Linked DNA regions of Capra hircus: region 2 is linked to region 1. Evidence: chromatin contacts called from public Hi-C data. All regions are on one chromosome and are shown on one strand. Each heading gives the region's core, a stretch centred on a gene start, on an enhancer-like site or on the middle of the called end of the contact. The rest is flanking DNA. Distances are from core to core; before and after follow the strand shown.

What was found. A called contact is a pair of places that touch in the nucleus more often than the background predicts.
Region 2: a contact with region 1 is called in a Hi-C map of liver, with 3 times the contacts expected there. The contact joins the promoter of SLC24A1 here to the enhancer-like site in region 1. A contact is called at or near these places in 4 of 5 Hi-C or Micro-C datasets (blood and liver).

Annotation. Positions count from the first base shown.
Region 1 is chr10:88,559,555-88,564,328 of ARS1.2, reverse strand. No RefSeq gene overlaps it. Among named protein-coding and RNA genes, the nearest start is that of TRNAQ-CUG, 35 kb to the right of the region's middle. Within about 2 kb of position 2,883, at least 4 of the 5 cell types and tissues checked have an H3K27ac peak or open chromatin away from gene starts, as enhancers often do.
Region 2 is chr10:88,737,510-88,742,283 of ARS1.2, reverse strand. SLC24A1 (sodium/potassium/calcium exchanger 1) reads left to right here and starts at 1,866. Exons shown (of 9, transcript XM_018053643.1): 1 at 1,866-3,834. The coding sequence starts at 1,963.

The sequences.
Region 1 (4,774 bases), core at 1,634-4,133:
ATTGTTTGGGGGCACGGCTAGTGCTTCTGCTGCATGGTTTTGTTGCTAAGCGAGCCTGATGGTTTTGTGGCTAGGGAAACCTGCTTTCTTGAATAATCATTAACTTACAGAGGTCTCCTATATATTTTCTGCTTACAATCCCCTAGTGGGATTAGCTATTTAGTCACCTATTTCGCTCCTTTACTCTGTCCCTATCACCCTTGCTTACATAAATTCTTGTTGCTCTTCCCCCTCTGACTTCAGTTAGCAGCATCCATCTTTATTCCATTGCTTCAGACACTTTTGGAAGGTCATAGTGTTTAGATCAGGGGTGGTCAATCCATGACCCAAGTGAGGCCCCAGCAGGAGATGTTCTTAGAGAATTTTCCACGTTAGATTAATTGGTACTGATGCCAAAAGCTCAACCTCTATGCACCGGTGGTGAATCGAATCTCAGAGACAGAGATGTGGTTGAAGAAGAAAATAGTAGCTTTGCTTTGCCAAAGTGGGGATAACAGTGGGCTTATGCCTCAGAAACTGTGTGTCCCAACCAGGAAGGATTTGGTGAGGAATTTTATAGCAATGATTCAAGGGCAGGGTTGCTGATTAGATTTGGGTGTGTGCAGGGCCTGTACTCCTTTCATCTGGCCTCAGGTCATTTCTTGGTGAGTTTCTCTGGTTCTTTTTTTTCTGTCATACCACACAGCTTGCAGGGTGTCAGTTCCCTAGCCAGGGAAGGGCTCTGAAAACCAAGTAGAAGTTGCCTTTTTGGGAGAAATATTTACATTTGTAAGGGAAATCTCCCCCTTCTCTGTGGAAGAACCCCAAACTCTAGAAACCATGGTGGGAAGGCAACTTAAATCTGCACCACTTTACTGTGCGTTTCCTGTTAACCTTTCAAAACTGACTCTCCCTACCCTAAACATCTTTTGTCTTTAGTTAAAGAAGTTATTTAAAATGAGGCCATTTTGGTGAGTTATTCAATTTTCCTGGGTGCCACCCACATATTTGTGTAAGTAAATTTTACATGATTTTCTCCTGTTAATCTGTCTCATGTAAATTTAACTCTTAGACTAGCAAAACATCGGGGTTTAGAGCAGAGAAAGGCAGCTTATTACAGGGCCAAGCAGGAGAATGGGCAGCTTGTACTCAGAAAACCTGAACTCCCCAGTGGGCAAAATTTGGGATGAGGGTTCTTCTCAAAGAAAGTTGTGTGACTTTCTTCTGGTTGGTTGGTGGTGAAGTAACAAGGTGGTTGTTCTAGGAATCTTGTGCTCAACCTAAAGATACCCTCTTCCACCTGGGTTCCTGCAGGAGAACTCAGAGATGTTGTTATATGTTTCTTCAAAAGGACAAGGACCTTACCCCTGCGCTGTTGTTTTTTGTTGGTTAGTTTGTTTTGTCATGCCACGGGCATGCAGGATCTTAATTCCCTGAGCAGGGATGGAACCGTGCTGCCTGCAGCGGAAGCAGGCAGACCTAACCACTGGGCATCCAGGGAAGTCCCTGCATTTTTGTTTCTTGACTGCTCCTGCCCTGTTTCTCTGTTCCCTCTCCTCCCTGATTAGCAACCGTTTGAATCATCCCTTTGGAACTCACCAAAGGTCTAGGGCACTGAATGAAGCCTATATCCTACAAACAAGAAACGTGAAGGGTTTGTACCCAGGAGAGCCCCACAGTGTCTTGCTTAGTTTCAGTTTGTTCCCGCTTTCTGGCCATTGTGAATAATGCTTCTATGCATGCATGCTGAGTCACTCAGTCATGTCTGATTCTTTGTGACCCCACAGATTGTAGTCCCCCGGGCTCCTCCATCCATGGGATTCTCCAGACAAGAATACTGGAGTGGGTAGCCATTTCGCCCTCCAGGGGGTCTTCCCTGACCCCAGGGATCAAACCCAGATCTCCTGCACTGCAGGCAGATGAGAAACTGTTAATTCTAAGTTATAAAATTTCTTCAGATGTGTTCTTGGGGTCTGTGATTTCTCAAATCTGAGAAATACTGCCCCAGGATGATTCCACTGCTTAATAAATAAGCGGATTAGGTCACACAGTTAAAGGAAGCTTCTATGATTCATAGCACAAGCTTGCTGTCTTTCTTATCTGTGAGAAGTGAACATTTTGATTTAGGGTCTTCCCAAGTTACCTGGGGGCTCCCCAGGTGGCTCAGTGCTAAAGAATCTGCCTGAGACGCTGGTTTGATCTCTGAGTCAGGGAGATCCACCGGAGGAGGATCTGGAGTGGCAACCCACTCTAGTATTCTTGCCTGGAGAATCCCATGAACAGAGGAGTCTGGCAGGCTATAGCCCATAGGGTTGCAAAGAGTTGGACACGACTGATTGAGCACACTCACACACACAGACACAGACACAGACACAGACACACGGTATCTTTTTTGTTCCTGAATGACAAAACCCACTATTAGCAGTGAGGTTAACTCTTAACTAATAACTCTTGTGCATGTTGATCCAGTCCAGATGCTTGGCAGCTTTCAGTTCTCCAAACTTTTGGCCTGAATACTGGTAATATTTCCTCCGGCTGAAAGTCAGCAGAAAGAATCACCTGGCCAAACATCCCCATTCCGTCTGCTTCAGTCTCTTTTCTTCCAGTGCATCCCAGGGGAGCTCTCTGAAGAAACAAAGCCTGTTGACCCAGTTTGAAGGCCTGGAAAATTATCATGTGAGTCACTGGGACAGCAGAGCTAAGTGCCAGGCCCTTGAGAAACTATAAGCACAGCCCTCCAGGGTCATTTGTGTCCCAGTAGGATGTGATCTGGAATCCCATAGAGGCCTGCCTCTTTTCACCCAGCTGCTCCTCCCAGAAGTTTCCAAGCTCCTTGGCTCTGCGTATGGAGCTGCAGGGGCCCATTCCTGTTTTTTTCCCAGCAGGCTTTGGCTCCAGCCATTCAGAGAGCAACAGCTCAGTTGTAGAAAACCAAAACAAACCCAGATACTTAGAGGAAGACATGCAGTGTTGTTTGGAGCAAGGCCACAGGCTCTCTCAGGGACGGAAGTGCTGAAGCAGCTGTAAAAGTTTCAAATTCAAGACCAAGAATCCAGAGGCAGTATTTAAAAAAAATATACAAGTGAGGCGGGGCCTTGAAAGAGGGCTTCTAAATTATCTAAGGAGTGTTTTATAATGTTCTGAAGATGTTACTTCCTAAGTTACAGGAAGAACTGGAGAAACATAGTCAGCAAAGCAATGTGTGGGTAACTGTTACATTTAGATGGGGTGGATAATTTATAGTGAAAGGTTGTTGTTGAGCCATGAAAGACGGAGGTTCTTGGCCTCTGGAGGAGAGAAATTCAATCTGGGGCCAGTGATGAGGCTTGATCGCCCAGAGCTTTTGTGTAATAAAGATTTATTAAAGTATAAAAGAGATAGAGAAAGCTAAAGAGTGCCAAAAGCTTTGCTGGTCCTCAAATAACTCTCCCATGGGTATAAAGAACTGCTGGGGAGGGGTGAGTACCAAGGTTGGGGCTTCCAAATCCCCAGTATAGCTCAAGAACAAAGGAATAGGGGTCGATAAGAGTAGGAGAGGAGAATGGTCACTAATGGCCTTTATCTTCTCCTTAAAAAAAAAAAAAAACAACATCTTATGTCAAGGCTTATTCTAGAGTCTTAATCATCAGAAGGATGTGGTTTTAACACAGAAGTTGATCCAGAATTGTATAAATTCATGTTTGGTGGGTGTTTTAAGAGGGCGAGTGACGATTACATTATTCCCATTATAGAAATGGCACATGAAGTCTCTCTCCTTCATGGTTTTGGAGGATGAACTTCAATGCCTGGAAGAACTAGAAAAAGGCCATTTGATTACCAAGTTTTTGGTATATTTAGCACCACTACTGTCTTCCCCTCACTTCACTTCTGACTTTCTCCCTTAATCCTTTCTGCTTCTGTCAGATTCTGACATAGCTGGCAAAAATACAGGAAATTTGCAGAAACAGGCTGTTCACTTCCCACCCTGGTGCTGTCACTGCAGATTGCTTCAGAGCTGGTGTCTCCTGGGCTTGGACAAAGTGTCAGGCATCCGTCTTTGTCATCACAATCCGGGTGTCTGCCCTGTGTGCTGGGTACCTTGCAGAGCTGGCAGACCAGCCCTGGGCATGCCCTCTGGGTACTTGGCCTGAAGAGGGGACTGTAGAGACTACTCCGAACTAGACAGTGGAGATAAAAGAGGGGCAGAATCAGGTAAAGGTAAGCATTTCACGTGTTTAACCGAAAGCTTGTAACTCAGGTTGGGACTTGAGCCCACAGTCTTTTGCTTTTTTTAACCTTTTGAGAAAATACTTGTACTTATTTATTTATTTTTGGCTGTGCTGGGTCTTCCTGCTGCGTGGGCTTTGTCTCTAGTTTCGGGAGGCAGGGATGACTCTCTAGTTGTGGTGTGCGGGCTTCTCGTCGCGGTGCCTTCTTTTGTTGCAAGGCGCAGGCTCTAGGTGTGCGGGCTCAGTAGTTGCGGCTCCCAGACTCTGGGGCACAGGCTCAGTAGTTGGGGCACATGGGCTTAGTGGCTCCAAGGCATGTGGGATCTTCCTGGAGCAGGGACTGAACCCGTGTCTCCTGTATTGGCAGGTGGATTCTCCACCACTGAGCCGCCAAGAAAGCCCCACCTCCACCTCCACGGTCTTTTAACTGAGATCACACGCGTGGTCTCGGGACTTAGTAAAGCTCAGGTTCTTGATGTTTCATCACAGAAAGAATTCATTGAGAGACAAAGTGATAGATAAAAAGTGGATTTATAATATTTATGGAGACTCACACTCCACAGACAAAGTGTGGGCCATCTCAAAAG
Region 2 (4,774 bases), core at 617-3,116, 180 kb before region 1:
AAGTCTCTGGTGGAAGGTCTACTCTCTCAGGCTCTGGTAGAGGCAGTGGGACTGAGAACTTGTACAATGCCCTGATAAGCTTCTTAGAAGCGGGTATTAGCTGGGATTGGATATCCTTCCCCTGAGACGCCCTTCACACCTGACCCTGCCTTGAATTAGGATTCGATAGGGTCAGGAGACAGGAGAATGGGGTGTTTTCTGCTGTACAGCTTCAGACCCACTCTTTGAGACCCTGATTCTGACAAGTTTCCAGAACTGAGAAGACACCCAGATGTCCAGGTTTGAAGGTAAATGATGTGATTATGTAGGAGGGACCAGCTGGGGTGTCAGCTCATCTCTGTTATGTAACATCAGAAAGAGATACTCTCCAAAGTTTCTTTAGCAGATTCAGAGTGTTGAATATATGGCAAAGGATAGGGTGGACAGGGAGATGGTGGAAAGACAATTATAGGAATCAAGGACAAAGAAGGAAGTTCATTTATTCCATAAGTCTCCTTTTGCTTTTTAAGACAGCTGTATTTGCATTGCTAATTAGAGCGGTATGTCCAGAAAGACTGGTTCCTTAGGAAGCTCATCTGCACTGCTGCTAACTAGCTATGTGATATTGAGCAAGTCGCATCTCTCTGGACCTCAGTGTCTTCATGCCTCAAATGGGGCGTTGTGTTAAACAGTGTAATTCATTCCACCTTTAATGACCTAAGATTCTATGTGTTATTCATTTCATTTCTAATATATTGCTTCATATACAAAACTGATCATTTCTAGTTATTGTTTTGTAATTGTGGACATTGATTAGAGATTTAATATTTACTTGGACTGGGCCTTAAATATTCTTCCCTTCTGAGTCCTTATATAAATTTAATCCATATGGGGCATCGATTCTGTACAATGCTTTTCATAAACCTTATGTGTTTTTGCTGTCCCAACATTCCTGTGACATAGGTATTGTTATTGCTATTTACCTATATAGGTATTGTTATTACTATTATTATTTCTATGAAATTAAATTTAAAAAGTTATAACACACACATGATAAAAAGGTTAAACAGACTAAACAATAGACTTTACTGAAAAGTAAGTCTCCCTCTCATCCTGGATCCTTAGTTTCTCTTTTCCAGATGTCCTTTCAGAGATAATCTTTGCATAATCAAAGTATATGTTAGCATGCCCATTTTACAGATGAGGTGCTGAGGTTCAGCCTGTCCAGGGTGACACAGCTAGTAAGCAGCAGGTCTGGGAACCCAACCTTTGACTCTATTCCCCGTATTCCTCCCATGATACCATGCTGTCTGGGAAGCTTTATGACATTGACTTTTAGGCTTTTGTCCCCTCTGAATGATGGTGGAATCATTTTAAGTCAGTCCAGTAAAAACACATAGAGCCTCTATGTCTCTGGAACTGCTTTCCATTACTGCCTCTTTCTGTCTAAAGCTTGAAATCATGTCTCCTTACTTCCTTTTTGCCTTTGATAAGTTAAGATCTGTGGCCTGGGGCACCAGCTACAGATGAGTGAGCTCTCAGCAACTCTGGCTGGACCTGAGGATTGTGAGCAGACCTTTTGCAAGGATCCCAAGGAGGGCTGGGTAGACCCAGCTTAGGAACCTGGGCTGCTGGCATGCCTACACAGCAAGGAGGACCTCGAGATGCTCTTTTTCCCATGAGGAAGCATTGTCTCCTGGAACAAAGGATAGTTTTTTTTTTTTTCCCTGCAGAAACAGTTACCTTCTCAACAAAGGCTCCTGTGTGAATAGTCACTCTTCCAGATGAGGGTTTGGTGGATCCCAGCTGTCCTTTTAGGAACAAATAACCTTGTCTTTTCTTTTTCTTTCTAGGTTTGTGGCTACCCCCTGGCTGGACTTCATGGAGGAATCTTCACTGCTTTCTAATCTGAATCCCAGAGCATCCCCCATTTTTCTGTGGACAAAATGAGAGGCCTTTTATAGCCAGGCATAACTGGCCATCATGGGGAAATTGATCAGGATGGGGGCACAGGAAAGGCGGTCACTCTGGCCAAAGCGGCTTCATTGGAGCCGCCCCCTCTTCCTATTGGGAATGTTGATCATAGGTTCCACCTACCAGTACCTGACGAGCCCACAGGGCCTCCCCACACTGTGGGCAGCAGTCTCTTCCCAACACCCTGTAAAAGTAGCCAGCCGGGACCTTTCCAACAAGGAGATGATGACGGTGAGCAGTGAGACTTCAAAATCTAGCTCTGAAATGGAGGTTGAGGCATGGGCACCTGAAGCCACAGCAGGCAGAGATGGAACAACACCTGGCATAGCAATGAAGAACACCCCCAGTACGCCTAGAAGAACAGCCAGCATCACTCCAACGATACCCAAGAATAACTACAGCCCAACACCAAAAGGCACAGGAAAAGTTAAGGAAGACACCTCAGCCACACCCAGCGGAGAACTGAATCACTACACTCAAAGCAGACCAATGGTAAATAGTTATACCCCCGTGACACCCAGGGGAGAAGTAAAGAGCTCCCGCCCAACTCAATCCAGGGGAAAGGTGGAGAAATACTCCCCATCCCCACTTGGTAGAATGGGAAACAGTTATGCCCCATCTACACTCGTGACAATGCCAAGGAGCTATGGGATCACCCCCAGAACAACAGTGAAAGACAGTGAAATTATGGCAACCAAGAAAACGCTGGCGACCAACCCCTCCAAGAGCCTAGTGGAGAAAACCACCCCAGCTCCTCTCAAGGAAATAAGTAACACCCCAACCTTCCTGTTAAGTGACTTAGAAACAGACACCTTGACTTCTCCAAGAAATGTGGTAGAAAAGAAGACCCTAACTACCCCTAGAAGAGTGGACAGTAATATCTCAACCAACCACCAGGAGTTGGTGGGGAAAAACAATCTGACAACACCCCAAGGAATGGTCCTGGAGCACACTGCGGCCATCTCTGAGGGGCAAGTGACAATAAGCACCATGACACGCAGCAGCCCAGCAGAAACCAAAGCTTCTACTGATGCTTGGAAAGTCAGGAATCCCTTGTCCAGAACCAGTGCACCGACCATCAGAATATCCTCAACCACCTTCAGGGGGCTTTTGAAGAACCCTTCCAAAGCACCCAGCACCCCAGCAACTCCCAGAGTCAGGGCAAATCCGACCGTTCAGGTCCGCCACTGCCTGGTGGTGGAGCCAGCCCCAGTTGCACCCACTGCCCCCTCCCCTAGTTGGACAACAGCTGCGATCCCAGAGATTCCTAGTCCCTCAGGACAGCCAGACCTGCACCCCAAGGCAGAGTACCCCCGAGACCTGTTCAGTGTGGAGGAGCGGAGGCAGGGCTGGGTGGTCCTGCACATCTTTGGCATGATGTATGTGTTTGTAGCCTTGGCCATCGTTTGTGACGAGTACTTTGTCCCTGCCCTGGGCGTCATCACAGACAAGCTGCAGATCTCTGAGGATGTGGCAGGCGCTACATTCATGGCTGCTGGAGGCTCTGCCCCTGAGCTCTTCACCTCCCTCATCGGCGTCTTCATCTCCCATAGCAACGTGGGCATCGGCACCATAGTGGGCTCTGCGGTGTTCAACATCCTCTTTGTCATTGGCACTTGTGCCCTCTTCTCCCGGGAGATCCTCAACCTCACCTGGTGGCCCTTGTTCCGTGACATCACCTTCTACATCTTTGACCTAATGATGCTCATCCTCTTCTTCCTGGATAGCCTTATTGCGTGGTGGGAGAGCGTGCTGCTGCTGCTGGCTTATGCCTTCTATGTGTTCACCATGAAGTGGAACAAACAGCTCGAGCTCTGGGTGAAGGAGCAGCTCAACAAGAGGCCAGTGGCCAAGGTCATGGCCCTAGGGGACCTCAGCAAGGTAAGAGCAGGTTGGCTCAGGCTTGTTTAGCCCCTTTTGGGCAAAAGAACAGAGGGGAGAAGGCAGGGACTGAAGAATGAAAAATGCTGGATCAGACCTCAAGAGATGAGTGAGTGCTCTGGTTCCCTCGCAATTCATTCAATATTTATAGAGTCCTATTCTCTGCCAGTTGCCATGCTGGGCCTTTGCAAGAATGACCGTGGGTCAACACCTAGTCATCCCATAAAATGGTCATTATTATGATCCCCCATTGGCAGGGGAAGAAACTGAGGCCTAATGAAGTTAAAGCACTTGTTCAGTGTCATAGGGAAAATAGGTGGTGGAGCTAGGATGAACCCAGGTTGGTTGGATTGGGTCTTCAGAAATGACATTTGAGCTGGGCTTTGGGGAATGTCCAAGGAGATATCAGGCAGGGAAAAATGATAATCTTTTCCATGTGCATGGTGTTTAGGGTTTATCTAGCACCCTTACTTTCAATTAATCCTGTTTGTTCACATTCCAGACCTGGGGGAGCAGGGCTGGTAGCTTGGTTAGGGTCTGAGAAGGAGGAGGTTATTTGAGTTTGGTTTGGTTTTTAAAATATTGGAGGTGGGAGCTCCTCTCATCCACTGACAGGCCAGCCTTGGGTGTAGAGCTCTGTTTCGGTGCTGACTGGAGATCAGATATTAAGAGCTCCAACTCTGGGGCTTTCTTCTGACTCCACAGTTCCGTTCCAAGAATTTCTCTGCCTCTGTGAGGGACCTTCTTGCTAAATTCATTGCTGGAGTCAATAATCTGAACAGTGCGATTTAACTGGAGAAGTGATCTCTAAACATCCATCCCAAAGTTTTTTGTTCCTTGAGACTCAAAAGTGAGAGGACCCTAGGGAACACAGACCTCGCTTCTCTCATGCTCCTAAAGGTGAGTTTGGGCAAAGGTTGGCTCATAGCCTGCCTATTTC